3 separate regions of the Bombyx mori genome follow, and regions 2 and 3 are each linked to region 1. The links are chromatin contacts, called in public Hi-C maps. All regions are on one chromosome and are shown on one strand. Each heading gives the region's core, a stretch centred on a gene start, on an enhancer-like site or on the middle of the called end of the contact. The rest is flanking DNA. Distances are from core to core; before and after follow the strand shown.

Region 1 (4,938 bases), core at 780-3,279:
CTTGAATTAAAGCATCAAATAAGAATCAATGGTCGCAATTGGACCAGTCACTGACACATAAATTATTCCACCTTATTAGAACCATGTATTTTATTTTTGAAAAAAAACGGCTGTTAAAGATTTTTATCGATTGTCACATTAATAGTTAAAAAAATAGTAAACGTCTTAAAATAATCTGGAAACAGGGGATAAAAGGTACTAATCTGATTTGTTTTTATCTAGCAATACCCAATTGCATATTTGTATAAATATTGAAATCGAAAAAAAAATTAATTAAACTAATAAAAATATTTTAATGTGAAATCGATTGTCACATTAATAGTTAAAAAAATAGAAAATGGTTTAAAATAATCTGGAAAGAGGAGAGAAAAAGCTACTAAGCTGATATGTGTTTATCTAGTAATACCCAATTGCATATTTGTATAAATATTGAAATCGAAAAAAAAAATTAATTAAACTAATAAAATTATTTTAACGTGAAGTATCAATACATTCTGATTTGAAGCGGGAATAGCGCGTCGTGTTTAAACAAACGAGTATAAATTAGTGAGTCGGTGCTGGCCTCGCAACAAAACTACACACCGGCGAATATCTGTCCAAACATCTAAATGGAACATTTCTATTTTACGATACGATTTGGAATGGAGAATGGAAAGTCGTGTCACATACACCCCGTGTCGAATTTTTGAGTAATGATTGACAGTATTAGTTTTTATTACGCTGATTTTTATTTTGTTTGGAATCTCTTGGAATTGGAATTAGACAATCAATAGTTTTCTTGATTTTTGTCAGATTGATTATACTAAACTCCTTGACCTTATATCACATCATTTGTGGTCGGTGCAGCATATCCTCTTGTCATGTGTCTGTATACGGATTTAGCAAAAGTTTTACCATCCCGGCCTTTTACAGCCACCTGCCTTACATTATCTGACTTTGGATTATATACTAGTATATCCATTGCAACGTACATTAGAGGGTTTTTGGTTTCTTCACTTCATTAGTTTTTGGCTCTGTGATTAACCTCTAAGCTATAACTTTTATATTTTGTTTTTACAACGATATAGTTTTACTTTATACAGTTGGCATATTTACAATACCGCTTAAAAACAAACATGCAGTATGGTTTTGAATGCTTATAGAGTCAAGTTTATTTAAATTTCAACACTTATACGACCTAATCGGCTATTATAAAACGGATGAAATTCACAGACGCCGCCGTAGCACCCGCTAGGCGCCGCTCGGTAACCGAATGTAGTCGTTTTTTCCCAAACTCCTTGTCTTTTTTCAGTCTTTTGGGGGTCTACAGGCTTATTTTTTTTAATGAATCGGTGTTAACCTTCACAAGGAACGACTAACAGGGTGCCGATTTAAGATAAACGATTTCGATTTGTTTTTTTAATATTTTTTTTATATTACAATGGTGAAAATGACAGGATATTCGCCGCGCTTCTTCGGTTCAGTCGTCGGATAACGATCAGTGGACTTGATCCTTTCATTTAAATTCGTTTTATGTTTGGACAGCGTAAAATTAGACTGGTGATTATGAATAAGGCATTGAGGAGTATGGGATTGTGAGTAATATTAGCATGTTTAGTTTGTTGATTACGTCTATTATGTGACTTTTATTTTATTATCGGCTTACGTGTAGAAATTATTGTTCAAAATTCGTTCTTTTTTTCATGCCTTTGCCCCACTATGTGGGGTCCACGTGGCATGTCTTTATTTTCCCATTCGGGTCTATCGCACGGCACTTCTGCACTCACATTCTTCTCTCGAATATCCTCTTTCATACAGTCCATCCGAATATTTTTAGGACATCTCATCCTCACATTAATACCTTCTTTCATAACCAGCTTCAGACTTTTCCCCTACCTATTCGCTGGTAGCCTAAGAGGCTATTTCAGCTACGCCCGGACAGAAGGTGAGCTCACGGGCTCATCATCATTGTCATCATCATCAACAGCCCACAGTCGTCCACTGCTGGACACAGGCCTCTCCCAATCCACACCACTGAGCCCGGTTTGTGGCTCTCCTCATCCACTTCTTGCCGGCCGCCGTGCGGAGGTCATCGCACCACCTAGCCACGGGCTCAACCTGAGAGAATTTGCTAACAAGATCCCTAGCCTTAACAAGAGCAGTGCTTCATAGAATCTACCACCGGATCGGAATCCCGACCCACTGAGCCTTCGGACCATTGATCAAAATTAGTTATGCTTCTATTTTCAATCTATGCACTATCGGCAAATACTTTAAGCACTCTGAGTATTATTAGTAACTGTATTGTTATTTCAAATGTAAATTTCCGGTCGGTATTCGTATCGATTAAAAGTTATCAAATGTATGTATGAGCTTGTTTTGTAAGAAATTCGTGCAATTGTCGTTTTTAATTGCAGTAAAGTATTTTGTTATAACAAAAACTAATAGCCGTATACTTGTAACGCCATCTGTGGTTTATACACCAAAGCTAGCCCCAAATACTCGATAATTTACAAAAATATTCAGTGACATTGAATGGGGAACAAACATAAAATATGTTTTAATGATCATGATTACAATGAAAAACTATCATCGTTTTTCGATTTAGATCACTAGTATTAGCTACTCGACAACAGATGGCAGTCAAAACATTTACGAATTGAAATTACACAATATAATATAATCGTAGTAATAAATACACTATAGACTGACAAACGTATCCAATGAATATTATAGGCAATCACAAAAAGATGCAATCTTTATATTTGTAACTAACTATATTAGCATTCGATTATAATGAGTTTCAGTTCCAATTCTAACAAGACTCTTGACGTCAATCTAGATCACTGGATGTGATTTGAAGTCGCTACTTGACAGCAATTATAAATTATCGATGTTACTAAAGTGATGGCTATCCAGCGCTTTTTTTCAACCTTCAGACAGCAATTTAACGAAATTAATTTATTAATTAAAATTAATTAAAAAATTAATTTATTAATTAAAATTAATTAAAAAATTAATTTAAAAATTAAATTTGTCCAGTTTCGGAGTCATTTGGAAGGCAAAGCCAAGTTGGCGTCCAAAATGCTGGGAGTCCTCAACAGAGCGAAGCGGTACTTCACGCCTGGACAAAGGCTTTTGCTTTATAAAGCACAAGTCCGGCCTCGCGTGGAGTACTGCTCCCATCTCTGGGCCGGGGCTCCCAAATACCAGCTTCTTCCATTTGACTCCATACAGAGGAGGGCCGTTCGGATTGTCGATAATCCCGGTCTCACGGATCGTTTGGAACCTCTGGGTCTGCGGAGGGACTTCGGTTCCCTCTGTATTTTGTACCGTATGTTCCATGGGGAGTGCTCTGAGGAATTGTTCGAGATGATACCGGCATCTCGTTTTTACCATCGCACCGCCCGCCACCGGAGTAGAGTTCATCCATACTACCTGGAGCCACTGCGGTCATCCACAGTGCGTTTCCAGAGGTCTTTTTTGCCACGTACCATCCGGCTATGGAATGAGCTCCCCTCCACGGTGTTTCCCGAGCGCTATGACATGTCCTTCTTCAAACGAGGCTTGTGGAGAGTATTAAGCGGTAGGCAGCGGCTTGGCTCTGCCCCTGGCATTGCTGAAGTCCATGGGCGACGGTAACCACTCACCATCAGGTGGGCCGTATGCTCGTCTGCCTACAAGGGCAATAAATAAATAAAAAAAAATAAATAAATAAAAAAAAGTTAAATTTTTCAAAAAATAACTTTACGAAGTAAATAGAGTAGTGATATTGTGGTGAAACGAGAATTTGTTTTTGTTTTGTTTTTTTGTTTCATTTAATTTAATTAATTTAATTTTTTTATTTTTAAATTAATTTAATTTAATTTTGTTTTATTTATTTATTTGAATCAATTGAATCGAAAAAAGAATATGTGAGAAAATAATAATAATAAACTAACGAAATCTTCAATAAAAAATTATATTTTGCATTTAAATCTTGGACCTAATTATTAGCATCGAGATTTGTTATTATAAAACAGTTAGGTACATTAAATTATTCAAATATTTTATGATAGCCCTCCTAGGTCGAATAACGGATGAGCCATTAAAAGAGCAACTTTACGTGCTCGAGGACAAACCTCGGTAACAGTCATTAATCTAATAACTTAAACTTAATACAAACATTCTGTTCGGCATGTGTCTACATTATAATAACATACAATCTGTTAGAACCATTAGAAAATGTGTAGATAAGTTTTTTCGGCAATTATATTGATACTTAAAAGTAAAGAGCATGTACTCGAATATCTTAAACCATCAAGAAAGACCTGAAGTCGGCATCGGAACGGTACTTCGACAAGATCATGCCTTATCATAATCGCCTCATTGTTGCTACCGCTGATGACTTCCCGACCCCGGTCAAGCTAGCCTACCTAGGTACTTTCGATGCCTTACACACATCTTTACGGAACCATCCGATATATGGTCCGACCCTTAACTCTATTATTAGGCCCCTGTACCTATAGCACTAGGAGCAGGCATAGGTACTTGTAATTATACTCTTAACCTTCACCTGTAACCTGTAACTTTATCCATAGATCAGCTCGCTGAGTTTCTCGCCAGACCTTCTCGGTAGCTTGCGATTCCGATCCAGTAGTAGTTGCATTTGCAAACAGCCTCCCTTAAGCTTTTTGGTCTACTTCGGAGAAGCTTGAGCAACTGTTATCAAGCCCCACTCTCCTCTCCTGGCTGAGCCTACGCTCATCCACCTATCCTGGCGAAACTGGAAAGGCCTTTGGACCACCAGTAATACCTTCCTAAAAAAAGGGAAAAAAATTTATACATTTTAAACAATTGAGACTTGTCTCAGTTTTACAGTACGACGGCTGCCCCACCCTTCAAACAGGTATTTTTCAAAAAGGAACTATTGTTTCATCGCAGAATTAGACAAAGTCGCGGAATTAACTCGTGCATGAA
Region 2 (4,938 bases), core at 869-3,368, 120 kb before region 1:
ACTAAAAGTCTTTCTTGGCTAAAATTGTGGCACCAACAGTGCCAACTAATAATACTATGAGATTAAAAACTAAAAAGTTGAAAGCGATTAATACGAAAGTTAATCGATCCGCATAGAAAATAAATCAGTTTCAAACACTGTCAAGAGTAGAAAGAATTCAAAAAAATAATAAAAATAATATATCCATAAATTAATAACGAAAGTCAAAGTCACGAATAAATTAAGATTAACAAAAAGCTACTATGTAGACAATATAGTCAAAAGAATAGTTAAGTACAAAGGAACTGAACAGGAAGGCTTAAAACTATAAAAAAAAAAAACAATAAATTAATCAATCACTATCTACAGAATACTAAATATCACAGAGAAAGTACCCAATACTTAATCAACAAAACGTTGTTTCGTCAAGCACTTGAAACAATCACTCGCGCGTAGAGAGCATACGTATAACAGTAACAATAATAAATAAGTACAAAAGGGACAAATATCATTCAATAAATAATATCCTATGATCCGATCAACTGGCGGGCGTTTTCTTCGCTTTCGACATCCTCGATTCTTTCTTCTCCTTTAGTTTGGCCTCGTAGGCGGTGCATTGCATTTTGTCGTTTATCACCTTTTTGCCAAACGGACATCTGAATTCTAGATACCAGTTGTTAAGCAAGTTACCGTATGCCCTAAACGCTATGTAATCCTGTTTGAGACACTGCGGCGCGTCGACTTTTAAGCTCAGCATGTCGATGTTCTTGTTTGGGCCCACATTCGGTACCGGCACGCGGGTCCTCATCATGTTCTCTCTGATCTCCAATATTGTGCTCTCGAGCCTGTTGAGGGTCTTCGTTAAGAGATCCTGACGTGTTTTGTTGTAGACGTAGAACGGGTCGTCCACGAAATTAACCTCGACCTGGCTCAGGTGTTTGAAGATGCTTTGGAACTCCACTAGAGACTTGTACAGCTTCGGCATCAGATATGTAAACTGAAACAATGAAAACGTCCGTTAGATATCTACGTATAATAAATGAAAAATTGCGAGTCTACCATTATTTTATTTATTTTTATTTTATTTATTGGGTACCAACATGTTATACATTAGCACAGAGCATTACAGGTATCACATACATTGATTTCACACTAAATGCTAACACAATTACAGGTACTGCATGCATTGATAAAAAATAATTATTAATGAAATAGATTGTTCGAAAAATACAACGCATGCTACAAATGTTTGGTTCGTAGGAACATTTAAGATTGCAGAAGAAGATTTTAAAGTTAAGAAGTTTCGTTTCCAATTTGAAGATTCGATGAATAGTTTTAATGGCAGAAAGCCTTTTTTTTTGTGTGATTCGCCGAACAATTATTTCGAGAACACTTTTGTGATTGTTAAGTTAATGTAGGAGATTAAAGCTATGCGTCATTTTATTATAAATATAGTATGTGCAGTTTATTGGGACCGGATTCGTGTCGAGGTTACGCGTTTGTGATCGACGCAATTATATTGTTCACACTAGCACTTCGAAATTTACATTCCGTTCATCAAAGCTATTGAATAAAAGCATTCGTCGCGGAGATTGAGACTAAGGCGTAAACATGATGATTTGCCACCACGAAAATGAAAATTAATCGAAACATTTGAAGTTGTGAAACACAAAAAATAAACGCAGGATTTACCTGTAAAAGAATCTTCAATCGCAATAAATATCTTTTAAAAAGAAAAAAAACTAAACAAAATGAAGCTATCTAAAACTAAAAGGAAAATTTGTTTATCTTTTTGTCCGTTGTTTAAATTGTGAAAGATTTTTGCATTCAATAAATCATCAGACAATGAACATTCGCTTTTTCGTTTTTGAATTCCGCAGCTGTCTTCGTGTAATATTAATTTTTATTTTTATTTTATTTGACATAGATTGATCATTTCATGTTTTGGGGCCAATGTTTTTTTTTTTTAATTTAATAGTACTGATGTTTCGTACACTTAATGTGTAAAAATAGGACGATTTCCTATGAAAACTATTTATATAGTTCAATAAATTTGTTTAAAATACACAAAGTTTTATCTCGTAGGTATAAAGGTAGGCAGAATCAAGACGACTTGTTCACCTCGCAACTCGAGCGATAACTCGTATTATTGTCTGATAAATAATTATTTCTGTACTAAGCGTCGACGTTTCCTATGACTATGCGAGCTTCATAAAACAAATAAATGCAAATTAAATTTAATTCGCTCCAATTAATACGTGGATTTCTGCTCACTTTATGACGTGTCTAACAATGACTGTGAGTAACCAATATAACGGGCAGTTAATGAGCGATTATTAAAGTGGTTAATGAATGAATACGTCTCGTCCGCGAACCGTTCCCGGAATTATCCTCGAACTGGAATCGATCTCCGTCGAACTGTGTCATCGGTCACTTCCTTCCCATTAATGAATGTAAGTGATTCACCCCGCCAGCTGTTTGTTATTGAACTTGATACCGTTTAATTGTGTTTACGGGAAAATTTTGATTACAAACTACACTCCGATATCGGGAGTTTAATAAAATTTCTATATCCTAGGTTTAGTTAAACTAAAATAGTATTTACAAGGAAAAAAAATAATTCAACTTTCATAGGCGTGTTTACGATAAACAAAATAATCGCTAAGTTTTCACGGTACTTAAAACAGCTTGGCACGTATAGTTTCCCGTTCATTGTCGTGGTATAGTCGCGTTGATAAAGCGCTGGCTAGCTGGCGAATGTGGTCGTGTATTCAAGTCCGAAGACCGGACAATAAGTCGTAGTTTCGAGCTAAAGAGGCGAGTCTAACCGACGGACGTGTCGCAGACAAACGCACAGCCGCGGAATCATAAATCCACATTCGTCTCACTTCAGCAAATACTGTGTTTTTAAACATTTCGTGTTGTTTTGTCAAATCGTAAATACTGAACAAACAAACGGTCGAAGCGACATACGCGTGTCGCCGTGAAAGCGTGCCGCCGTCGGACTTGTGGAATTTATGCCCTTTATTCGAAACTCACTGAAATGTGCACTGCATAATACATTTATTAAATCCAATCCATTGACTAACACCTATTGGCTAATAGTATCTGTGAAATTAACCAATTTAAACTTAAATGTGTAACTGTATATATAATTATTCTCGTAATAAAAAAACTTTAAGAAGTTTATCCACAATAAGCTTTCGTCAAGCCCTTTATTTTAACATCTCATTTGAACAGTATTTAATTTTTAAATCGTTCGTGTGTCAACTAAAGCCGGACCGAAGCCGAGATCACTTGAATTCTAACGCTTTCCTTTGCCCAATGTTTAAATATTTGAATTCGTTAAGTGGCCGTACATTGACGAACTGATGAGCCATACGCTAGATGTATTCAATATTCAGAGCTTCGAAGGCTGCGCTGTCCGCGTTGCTCATGTTTAGAGATCGTGTTTTCTGTGGCCCGCGCTCACGAAGTGTCACCCTAGTGTGTAGGGATATTGACGTTTCGAATACTCACACTCTCATTGTCTCGTGGCGCATTAACTTTTGTGTACTAATTAGTGGGCGACCAATATGAATACATAATAGAAAGTCACGATGACCAGATGTGTGTTCGGTAAACAATAAAAAGAGCTTACACGCCGAACTTTAAATATCGGCTGTGTGTTTTCAATATTTTACTCGGTGAACTAGCTCAGCGCGCGGAGAACGAATACGATTATTAACATAATCGTTATGAGGCTTGCGAGTATTAATCTATAACATTAAATGGTACGTTTCAATATCGCGTGTGAGGCGAAATCGCGTGGTGTCAATCTATGCAAATTTCCTCGAAGCGTTTTACCGGCTCATTGGAGCTGCTCTGTTCCCATAAAGACTAACCATAATCCTCTGATTTAAACAGCACCAGCCATGTATGAGCTCGTTACCTTAAAGCGATTCTTTATACTAAAATGCGAAAGGATTGTTGATAAGAGTTCATCTTGTGTCGGTCAATAAAGGTGGGCGGTTAACTTTTCTAAATTAACAAAAGAGAAGAAGCGCGATAATTTTATCTCGGCTCGGCGCTGTGATGATTTTCTAAACTAAACAATCGAAGTGTAATGAAAACAAAGTTAACAGAGCCCAGTTATTCTGCCCTTGTTTTCGTTTGTACATTTTATTTACTGTTTCATAATTCATTCCTCGTTAACCTTCAGATAAATGAAGCGATCGCGGTTATAGGGGCGTAATGGAGCTCATATTGAAACCGCATCCATTTTCAGACCTGTGCGGTGTTCAAATTAATGAAATAGCCATCTAAATAGCTCTTAAATGCAATGTGAAGTAAATAAAAGAGGTATCGGCTTGATGATATGCCGGCGACATATAATTTGGCCTTAGCGAAACTCATTTAAGCCGCGCTGTTGAAGTCTCAGGATCTCGCTAATATACCGCAACTAATATGAGCCAGTAAAGCGAAAATGAATAAATAATATTGTAAAAGTAGTGAACGGACAAAAGAAACATGGGATGGGTCTACCACACCCTCGAGACGTGGAGTGATCAACCGCAGTAATTACACTGTCAGTTGTTTTGAAATTCACATCAAAAGCTCAAACGACTTGCGTGATCATGAGATGAACTTATTACGCCACGTTTTTTGTTTGCTTGATAATACTAAAACTATTTAGATCAGTTTGGCTGGTTTAGACCTGCCGTGACTTGTTAGCCGTGAAATTCGAACGGACTATCTTATTTATCTACGAACGGGAATGGCTGTTATTAGAATTTTGCGGAAAATTGATGCGCCTAAACTAATTCATGTCAAAGCTATATCGCATATGAATTTGGAAACGAAACAAATTTCTTGTGAGATAATAAACAGTTTTTCTCTTTTTTGTCTCCACCTTATCCCACTAAGTGGGGTCGGCACAGCGAATTTTTCTATTCCATTCTTTTCTATCAGCCGTCATCT
Region 3 (4,938 bases), core at 804-3,303, 81 kb after region 1:
TCTATTACTTTCGCTCGAACGATTTTTCGCCATCTGTTTCTGTATCTTGGACTCAACAGCGGTGCGGATTTGGTCAGACCAAAGTATTGGCACGCGCCCCAGATAACTTTTTCCATCCACTTTACCGGTGTAAATTAATAATATATAAGGTTTAATTATTTTTCTTCGTTTAGAATTCTTACAACCGGAGCGTATTCCCTAAGCGTACCCCATCACGTCTATTCTTGTCGGTAATCAGTCATATGTTCCAGACAGAAAGTAATACAACCGCTGTATCAATGCTGATCCACATGTTCCAGACAGAATGGTAGGTAGTACAACCGCTGTATCAATGCTGATCCACATGTTCCAGACAGAATGGTAGGTAGTACAACCGCGGTATCAATGCTGATCCACATGTTCCAGACAGAATGGTAGGTAGTACAACCGCGGTATCAATGCTGTGTATGGTATTGAGACTTCAATTTATATTTTTTTGGTAAGCAATAGCATTAGAATTATTATGTTATTTTTAATGCTTAGATCCGTGAACGAGCTCACGGTTCAACCGGTGTTAAGTGGTTACCGAAACCCATAGGCATCAAAAACTTCAATCCCGCCTCCCACTGTGGGACATTTTATAGTAGTTAGTTAGTTTAGTTTTATAGTACAACGATTGGCCCACCCTTCAAAACGAAACGCATTACTGCTTCACGACAGAAAAAGACACGGCGGTGATACCTACCGGTGCGGACTCACAAGAGGTTCTACCACCAGTAATTATACAAATTATAATTTTACGGGTTTGATTTTTATTATACGGTGTTATTCCTATACCGTGGAAGTCAATAGTGAAGATAACTTGAGTATGTAGTTCATTAGAATAATTGGTACCTGCCTGCGGTATAAAATTGGTACATAAAAAAACCTAATATAGAAAAATAAAAAAATATGTATATATGTGCATAATTATAACATAATCTGTAATATCCACCTACGTTGTATTTTTCGAGTTTCGTGCGTTTCGGAAACCATTCGATCGAGGGTGGACAGTGAAACCTACACCACATCAACAGAAATACAAAAAAAATTCTAAGAATAGGAAACTACGTCACAGCTCAGACATGTAAACCTTTAGGAAATTTTCTATCCTGACTCCCAAGAAGGAATCATCGAGTAATTTTCTGACGGCAAAACACTGACTGAGAAACCTGCTATTGTATTATTCCATTACGTTCTAAATGCAAATTTAATTCTTTATAGTGAATGGATTTGTGAGTCATTCATTTTCACCGCTCCGTGAATGGAAAAGAACGACATTTTTTTTCCATTTGTGTTAAATTTTTTAATTAAATTTTCCGCGCTCGTGTCTCTGAAGTTAGGCAAGATATATCTATAAGTTTTCAGTATCGTTGGCCCAAACTTCGCATCGTGAATCTATTTCGCCATGAAGTTGAATTAAAAGAAATTGGGCATTTTTGAACTTATATCTTATTGGAACCGTACTTACTTTGTTCAGAAAATAGAAGAAATACAACACGCAACCACTGCATAAGTAGTATGGAACATTAATTATCTCACTACTATAAGGATGGTACTTCATATGTGTATTAACTTTTATCCTCATGTTGGTAAGTCAATGACCCATTATAATGACGAGGAAATTGTAATTAGCTGTGTCTATTTTTGTTCAAGGTCAACGTTAATTATTGTTTTTTTGTTTCGTTTTCGGACTTGAATAAGTATACAGAGATTGTCTTTATAAACAATAAAGACACATTAACGTTCTATATTGACTAAAACGACAATGTGAACACGGGCCATAAACCACCGACATTGAAATTTTCAAACGTTCTGTTCACACACAAAAAAAAAAAACAAGCAACGAAAATGTTTTATTTTTCTTTAAAAAAAAAAAAAAAAGCTGTCACGAATAACATAATCATTAACACATAACATAAATAAAAACGTAATTATGTAACATCGGACCGCATAATCGAAACATTATAATAACGTTTCGTTTACCGCATGCGGTGACCTTGATTTCGCGAGCAGCGTGTCGCTATTACGTAAAGCTACGTCACTGACTTATGTCACGGATGGCTACGTCTAGTTTGACGTCACGGCGACACACTCGCGCCGTGCGGGATTTTACCGAATTAAATCGCATTCAATTCTGTGTTTTTTTTGTTGTTTGTTTCCGTGGCGTAGATGCACGAACGAACTAATCGCACATCTGACGTTAAGTGATTACCGTATCTATTGTGTATACAAAAAAAACTCACTGATTGAGACAGAATTATTCAGTACGGAATTTCATGGACGTAAACAAACGCGAAAAAATTTGTTAGTTCTCAGAGAAATTTAAGGTAGCTAAAACGATGATTTAATTATTTCATGGTCTTTCCCATTTTTGTTAATAAGTATCAATATTAAGTAGCGTTTTATTTGTTCATAAATCAAGATAAAATAGGTAAAAGGCTGCTTGAAAAATTAGATATTTTTAATATATTTCTTAAAATTTGAATTAGTAAGAATATATATTGAAACTCATCACACGATACGTATTTCAAATACGTCGTATTACACAGTAACATTTATAAAATTTAACTCACTTTACCACTGATTCCTCATTTTCCGTCGTTTTATTTTTTTGTTCTCAATGTACGCTGCGACTAGAAGTTCATAAACTGGTGTGCCAACCTCATGCTTAATGTTGCAAAATGATCATTGTCAAGTTGGTCATTCATTTACGTGCCGAATCAAACTATGACATGGTGACAATTTCTATCTACATCTCCTTATGAAGCAAATTATTCTTTAATATTTTAGTGTCTCATTTACTCGCTTAATAAATGTCAGATACATTATGCACACCATGAAATATAGCATTTAATAAAAAACTAAAAATAAATCGTAATAAACTTAAAAATTAAGATCTCAAATTAAATGCTTCCATTACAGCGCCATCTATAGTCGAGTAGCTTAACTATTTGAAAGATTGTAAAATTCTTAGCAACCGTGCTGTCTAGCGCCATCTATACGTAATTATTTCAGCTCAATGTGTTTAGTCCCGTTAGTTTTCTGTTTTTAAATTTGAAAAATATTTATTAACAGCAAGACTTTCTTCCTGCCTAATGCTAATAGCCTTTAGAGGCTATTTCAGTTTCACTTTAACCTGTAGGTGACCTCACGGGGCTCAAATCCGAAGTGTTGCTAACACTGGCAGCAGGAGCAGTGCTTCGCAGAACCTACTACCGAATCGGAAACGCGACCCACTGAGAAGATCCAGCGAGAAACTCTGGGCTCTGTCTATAGGTTAAGCTAATAAATCACAACAGAATTAAGTAAACTATAACTTTCCGTCTGGTTCAAGCGTAGTTTGTTACAATTATTATTTTATTATTATTATCATACCTTTTCTTAGGTTTTTGCAAGTCGCGGAAAAAAATTCAAATGTCAACGTATAACACCTTAGTCTACTGGTAAAACGTCTTGTGAGTTTCCACGGGTAGGTACCACCACCCTGTATATTTCTGCCGCGAAGCGGTAATGCGTTTCGGTTTGAAGTGCGTGGCAGCCTTAGAACCCTAGAACTCATATCTCAAGGTGGGGGGGCGTTTGTAGATGTCTATGCGCTCCGGTAACCACTTAACACCAGGTGGGCCGTGAGCTCGTTCACCCATCAAAGCAATAAAAAAAGTTGTCCGTGACCACGAAAATCTGTAAAGTATTCGAAACATCCGAAATAATAAAACGAAAATCGTAAACGTTGGAACAAACCGTAAAAGTAATATTAATTAAATATTCAAGTCGCTGACCAAATTGCGAATGTATTTTTATAAACGAATATTAATTTAATTCAATAACTATTACGTTTCACAGCCGTAATCGTCGATACGCGAAGTAGAGTGTAAACGCACCTATATCCTCTTTTAAAAACGCCAAAACAATTTAATGTAATCATAAATTAGCAGAAAATAAACTAGATCCGTATCGTGATGCCTAAATAATTTTGCTTTGGACTTTTTGTAGTAGGGTATTTATTTTTTTCCTTTTTTTTATACCTATATTGGTAACCTCAAGGAGTCTTAACCGAGCGAGTAGGTGAGCTCACGGGACTCTGACCTGACGTAATGGGTTTAAAAGTTTAGTACTAATCAACCCTATGATACGTTCTTCATCGTATGATATTTCTAACAAAGTAATCTTGTTTATTTAGGGAGCTCTGGTGCTCTCAATCCTTCTCTATGGTCCTGAGACGTGGAATGACGCATTGATGCCTTCGAGATGTAGTGCTGGAGGAAGATGCTGCGAACCCCGTGGACAGCTTGTCGGACTAACGCATTCATACTAAGACAGCTCAATATGCCAACTCTTTACCATCTATCACAAGAGTTCCTGAGTTCTTCGGTGACATTGCCAGAAAGAGCGGTGACAATCTTGAAAAATTTATAGTAACTGGCAAGATTGCAGGCAAAATATCTCATAGTCACAATCCAATGTGCTGGTCCGACCGAATCCGCACCACTCTGGATACCACAGTCTACGATGCCATACCACCGCCGAGGACAGAGGAAGATGGCATGATGGATGGAAACATCATCCAGAGAAGAATAATGGGAGGAGATGGTGACGACCCTCAGACATGATTAATGCGACTCAGGCAGGAGGAGGGAGACGTATTATGTAATTAAAATTGCCATAGAAATAACAACGTGAGCTTCACACTGATCTTGATGATGATAAAGAAACAAAGAAAAGCATTAGACAAAAAAAAACAGAAGACAATTCGATTGAAGGGTAGGCTAACTGGGATAAAGTTACCAACAGCTGCCCGAGTGCCTCCAAAGGAGATCTAACAACTCAAGGGCAGTTTCTTCGAGAATATGTACTACCGGATCGGAATCGCGACCTGCTCTGAAGATCCGGCGAGAAACTCAGGAGGCTGATGCAAGG

Evidence for each region. A called contact is a pair of places that touch in the nucleus more often than the background predicts.
Region 2: a Hi-C map of whole pupa shows a contact between it and region 1, with 2.4 times the contacts expected there. The contact joins two enhancer-like sites. A contact is called at or near these places in 4 of 7 Hi-C or Micro-C datasets (middle silk gland, posterior silk gland and whole pupa).
Region 3: a Hi-C map of posterior silk gland shows a contact between it and region 1, with 2.2 times the contacts expected there. The contact joins two enhancer-like sites. A contact is called at or near these places in 4 of 7 Hi-C or Micro-C datasets (middle silk gland, posterior silk gland and whole pupa).

The regions. Positions count from the first base shown.
Region 1 is chr23:11,629,387-11,634,324 of ASM3026992v2, forward strand. No RefSeq gene overlaps it. Among protein-coding and RNA genes, the nearest start is that of LOC101739051, 92 kb to the right of the region's middle. Within about 2 kb of position 2,030, at least 2 of the 8 cell types and tissues checked have open chromatin away from gene starts, as enhancers often do.
Region 2 is chr23:11,513,898-11,518,835 of ASM3026992v2, forward strand. It overlaps LOC101738909, which reads right to left. Exons shown (of 3, transcript XM_012695866.4): 3 at 1-976. The coding sequence ends at 518. Among protein-coding and RNA genes, the nearest start is that of LOC101738769, 8.8 kb to the left of the region's middle. Within about 2 kb of position 2,119, at least 2 of the 8 cell types and tissues checked have open chromatin away from gene starts, as enhancers often do.
Region 3 is chr23:11,709,883-11,714,820 of ASM3026992v2, forward strand. The region is part of intron 1 of LOC101739051; the gene reads right to left. Among protein-coding and RNA genes, the nearest start is that of LOC101739051, 11 kb to the right of the region's middle. Within about 2 kb of position 2,054, at least 7 of the 8 cell types and tissues checked have open chromatin away from gene starts, as enhancers often do.